2 separate regions of the Triticum aestivum genome follow, and region 2 is linked to region 1. Evidence: chromatin contacts called from public Hi-C data. All regions are on one chromosome and are shown on one strand. Each heading gives the region's core, a stretch centred on a gene start, on an enhancer-like site or on the middle of the called end of the contact. The rest is flanking DNA. Distances are from core to core; before and after follow the strand shown. Region 1 holds the start of LOC123119529 (syntaxin-51). Region 2 holds the start of LOC123119532 (wall-associated receptor kinase-like 14).

The links. Hi-C and Micro-C count contacts between places; a contact is called where the count stands out from the background.
Region 2: a contact with region 1 is called in a Hi-C map of leaf, with 5 times the contacts expected there. The contact joins the promoter of LOC123119532 here to the promoter of LOC123119529 in region 1. A contact is called at or near these places in 2 of 5 Hi-C or Micro-C datasets (both in leaf).

What each region holds. Positions count from the first base shown.
Region 1 is chr5D:72,773,332-72,776,093 of IWGSC CS RefSeq v2.1, forward strand. It overlaps LOC123119529 (syntaxin-51), which reads right to left and starts at 1,505. Exons shown (of 7, transcript XM_044539366.1): 1 at 1,300-1,505.
Region 2 is chr5D:73,056,987-73,059,686 of IWGSC CS RefSeq v2.1, forward strand. LOC123119532 (wall-associated receptor kinase-like 14) reads right to left here and starts at 1,416. Exons shown (of 4, transcript XM_044539368.1): 1 at 348-1,416. The coding sequence starts at 1,164.

The sequences.
Region 1 (2,762 bases), core at 255-2,754:
CCCAACCAGTCTGGCAATATTTCAATTCTAACTTGGTTCCATCAAAATAGCCCCCAGAAGCAAACTGGTTCTTCTTTATTACTCCTACTATGCAAGTTGCATAATTGTCTACAAATGGGTTTTCTCAATCCCCTTTCATTGTCAGTTTGCTGTGACATGGTTCCATGAATGACATGAAAACTGGAAAGGGAAAAGATCCACACAAAGTTTCTCCATTTGCAAGCATCAAGAGATACGATGCAGGAGCAGGAGTATAGGAGGAGGACGATGTCCTCTTCGGCAGCAGAGCAGAAGACGGGGCGAATGCAGAAACATGTAGATTGAGAAGGGTGTGTAAGCTAAAAAGCTAGCAAACTGGTTCCATCAAATTAGCCCCCAGAAGCAAACTGGTTCTGCTTTATTACTATACTATGCAAGTTGTGTAATTATCCACAAATGGGTTTCCTCAGACCCCCTTTCATATTTAACTTTGCTGCGACATGGTTCGATGAATGACATGAAAACTGGAAAGGGAAAAGATTCACACAAAGTTTGTCCATTTGCAAGCATCAAGAGATAAGATGCAGGAGCAGGAGTATAGGAGGAGGACGAAGTCCTCGTCTGCAGCAGAGCAGAAGACGGTGCAAATGCAGAAACATGTAGATTGAGAAGGGTGTGCAAGCTAAAAAGCTAGCAAATGCATGTGCATCATAGTCAACTAGTGGCGCCGTCAAAATTACCCTTTATAAATAAGGTGATTGTGCCTGGAAGTGAACAGCCCAAACAATGAACTGCGATTGGGCAAGAACAAAGTTTCAGCAGATAACAAGCAGGCTCGTAATTTCGCTAACTCCTTGTACAAACTCGATTCGTGTCAATTAATGCAGATTTGGTACTGCAGCTGCTTGCGCAAAGTTGATTTGTATGTTTCCCTTGGATCCTTAATTCCTTATGGAAGCTGAAACCTTTTTCTTGCCCAATCAGAAGAGAACATGCAAGCTGACTTAAGGTGAGTGTGTTTTTCTACAAATTGGTCCATTAATAAGTTCCTAATACAAGACCTAAGCCCCTACTTATACAGATGATACCATTCAGGAACAAAAAGGAAAGATCAATCCACTATCAATTTCTCAGCTCTGAATCTCTAATTCTCTCTCCCTCTCCTGATACATCTATCCCTCTCAATTTCAACTCTCTCGCCCGCCGCATCATGAAAAATCACGAACTCACCCGCCCTAAGAACCTGCCGCGGCGCACACAACAGAACCCTAGAAATTAAGAGAAGGGTGGGAGAAGGAAGAGGAGGAGGGGGGATCTTACCGGCAAGCTGTGGCCGCCGACGTCGCCTCCGGGGTCGCTGCAGCGTGAGAGAGGGAGAGGGGAATTCGCCACGCGCGAGAGGAGAGGGGAGTAGCCGATTGATTGTGAGGCCCCAGCGATCAGCGAAAGGGGGCGAGAGAAACAGGAGAAATGCAGACTTTTTCTATTCTTCAGAGGGATATAAACGACAGGCTCCCATACATCAGTTTTGGGCCAGCTCACGCCTAATCTGCCACCGGGCCCTTCCGCCGGTGGGGTCCACTCGACGGCCAATTCCATTGCCGATTTCGGACTTCTTTCCGTCACGGCAACTGCACCAAATCTCCCATTTTTATCCATGCATCGCACATCATGAAAGCTTACGGACATGGGTGGATGACCGAAATCACGCAATCCAACATGAAAGCTAGGGGGATGTCACGACTGGCAAGGTGAAGCCCGACCACGATGAGGAGGCTGACGACGCCGGCCCACCAACCGAGAAGAATCGCCAGCGGGATGACACGGGCGTGCTGACAGCTGGGCCCGAAGAGTAGCTGCTGAGTGGGCCTGCGTGCCTCAAGAGTGCGTGAGTATTAGTAGGTGAGGATTGGCTCCGCAAAGGGCATCGAGAATTATTGTATCCGGCAGACTGGAAGAGAGAAGCTGTCCTTCTCCTTCCTTCGGCACCCCTTTTCCCCTTTCCCCTTACCAACTCCCTCCTCCTCCTTCCGATCTAGATTGAGTACGTTACAGTTGGTATCAGAAGTCAGAGATCTGGAGACGGCTTACCCCTGCCTGCGTTACGCCACCAAGCAAGCCCTCAAGGCGGCGGCGATGGAGGAACAACTAGCCGCGCTGATTACCTCGATCAAAGAGGGTCAGCCGCCAACGACGCTCGGCTGGACGCGATCCAGCAGTTGCTGGAGTTGTGGCGCCCCGCCGTGACCAATCTTCAGCATCAACTGGACGAGCTTCGTACGCAGGTGGGCAAAATCGCCCTCCACCCCGTCCTCGCCGATCCAGCGATGGCGTCGGGGGATCCGGTGGCGCGCGCGGCGGCTACATCACCAAACGCCGACCCGAGGCACCACGAGCCAAGTGGCCACGGCGAGAGCAGCAATCCCGGGGGCTTGGTACACGGGGTGGTCACCACCCTGGAATCGCCTCCGGTCAAGGGTGCGTTTTCTTTTCCATCTGAGCAGCCTGTTCCTCGTGGGTTGGAGTTGAGTCGTGTTTCTCCCATAGAACAGCATTATGACACGCGGGACACACACCAGCAGTTGCATGTTCACTGGGCGTTGCCCAAACTTGATTTCCCGCAATTTGACAGGGATAACCCGCAATTCTGAAAATCTAAGTGCGAGAAGTATTTCGATGTTTATGGAGTTCATAGAGACATGTGGGTGAGGGTGGCTACGCTGCACTTCACCGGCAACATAGCTAGATGGCTGCAGTTGCAGGAAATGGGTGCAAAATCATTC
Region 2 (2,700 bases), core at 166-2,665, 280 kb after region 1:
GTACGTGATGATTGTTTGATTTAATCCAAATGCTTTAACAAATATAATTAAGATTTACAGATTTTTTCAAAGAAGAGATTACTAGACAACCCGCAAAAAAAACGTGTCTGAAATCTTTTAAGAAAGTGGAGTAGCCGTCTAGTTTGAGTTGCCTAGTGTGAACTATGAGATTGGATTATGTCGCGCATGATTGATCGCAGGCACGACTTGTGAGTGCAGTTGACGTGGCGCACAGCGGCACCGGGACCCACCCAGTAATGGAACGCGAGATATATCGTGGCCTGATCCTTGTGGCCTGTATATCGGAAGTTTTTGGAAGCATTCACAGGTAAGAAGTCAAGACTCACCGAGGTAGCATCCGTCGCCGGCCAAGAAGCCGTCGCCCTCCATCCCCGCCACGCACCCGCACCGGTGCCCCAACTCCCCGCTAGGCGTTTTTACGTCGGTGCACGACGCGTTCGCCGCGCAACGCTCGCCCCCGCCGGCGCCGCACGTCCCGTTGAGCCACCAGCCGAGCTCGGCCACGCCGAACTCCAGCGTAGCCGTCCCCTCCGCCGTGAGCACGAACACCGTGGAGGTCAGCACGTCGTCGCACTTTTGCTTCTCGACCTTCTCCCACCGCAGAAACTGGCCATGCACCGCCGCGGTGGAGTTTGGCGGAGCGGAAGCGACGCACGCCACAGCGGCGGGCGAGGTGTCGCTGCCGAGGCCGGTGCACTGCGCCGTGCGGAGCAGCCTTGACATGACGTCCACGGGCACGCTGCATCCGCCGCCGGCCGACGCGTTGATCCCGCTGCAGCCGCCGCGGAGGAAAAGACCGGTGCGAGACGACACGCCGTAGTTGCCCCCGGAGAGCTCCCTCTTGGCCTCGGGGACGCTGCGGCTGCACGACGGCGGGAGGCCGACAACGACGGTGGAGGTGTTGGAGTTGAAGGCTATCACGCGGTACGTGGTGCCGTTCTCTCCTATGTATGGGAGGATCGGCGTGGATATGCTGGCGTCGCAGAACAGCGGGATGGGGCAGCCGAGGGAGAAGCCAAAAGGGTAGGGAACGGTGGTGCTGCCACACCGGCGGCTGCACCGGTCGCCGGAAGCTGCGGCGGCGGAGCAGCTGGTTTCATGGGGAAGCAAGACAGCAAGGAGCAGGACGACGAGACGGCGCATCTCGTACGTACCTGGAGATTTGTACCAACTCGAGCTTGCAATTTCAGGGAGAGAGAGATAGAGAGAGATTTTGGTAGGTGCAGTTGCTTGTTTGAATGGGTTGTAGGTGAGCTCGACTCGTCGGGACAAGATGGTCAAGCAGAACAGTCATGAATACTGTTAGCATTTTCTTCATATCTTCTTCCAAAAAATATATTTAGAGTCGATTCTCTTTTGACTGTATCAGTAACAGAAACTTGATTTTCAACTATTAGCACGCAAATAATCTTGAATATACACATCTTTTTGCTCTGTCGTGGGCTCCATGCAAATATTTACGTATTCCCATCGATTACCCAAAACTTCGTAACAGAGACGGAAAAGAATATCGAAGATCGTTCTGTTTTCGAGACAGCTCACCACTCATGGCAAGTGGTTCGAAGATTTACCCGCAAAAAAAAAGTGGTTCGAAGATTGTTTTGAGAAGCGACTTATGAGCGAGCCTGCTGAAATCGATCATATCGTGGACGATTAATGTTGGTTAATTCGGGTTTGAGTAGTCTACATATTTCTTTTTGACCTAAAAACCATAGAACATTGTTCTATGTTAATTTTCATTAATATTAAAAAAATGTACAAACAAGAAAAGACTAGAATTCCCTAAAAATTAGTCTACATATTTTTATGACGTTCTTTCTAGAATTCCCTATAAAAGACTAAGGCATCCCTAGGATCACATTTTCTTTTCGGAATCACTAAAAGCTGACCGTCGAATGCGTTAATTGATGTCGGATTTTCAGCATGGATCTTGACGCAAAGTTAGCTCCTAAAACATGCCGTGGTTTTAGTTTAAATTATTTTGAGGAGTAGCTATTAATGAAGGATGATATTTGGGAGGAAAAAAATGGCTAGACGACACCCTGTTATCTGCTCGGTACATGAGGATTTTCAGTATTGTTTGCAATAAGCAAGGAAGCAGCAATTCAGCTCCTGAGCTCATCTACTCCCTTGCGTGAATAATAAAATTAAAAAATACCAGAAAATAAAAAAAATCTGAATTTTGTTGGCATGAAATATATTCGAGTGCATGATGTCCGTGCCAAATTTGATGATGTTTTGATATTTGGGTAGGTCTCAGGAAAAAAGGGTTTATGAGAAAGTTTATTGTTCACACATTGTTAGGACCGATTTTGTCTTCTTTTCCATGAGCTACTCAGATGTCCAAGTTCACACATTATTATTATTATTATTATTATTATTATTATTATTATTACTATTATTATTATCATCATCATCATCATCATCATCATCATCATCATCATCTGAATTAATAGTTTATTGTTCACACATTGTTAGGACCGATTTTGTCTTCTTTTCCATGAGCTACTCAGATGTCCAAGTTCACACATTATTATTATTATTATTATTATTATTATTATTATTATTATTATCACCATCATCATCATCATGATCATCATCATCATCATCATCTGAATTAATATTGCAAACTTGAAACAAATACTCATTTATTACAAAAATAATAAAAATACTCAAGTA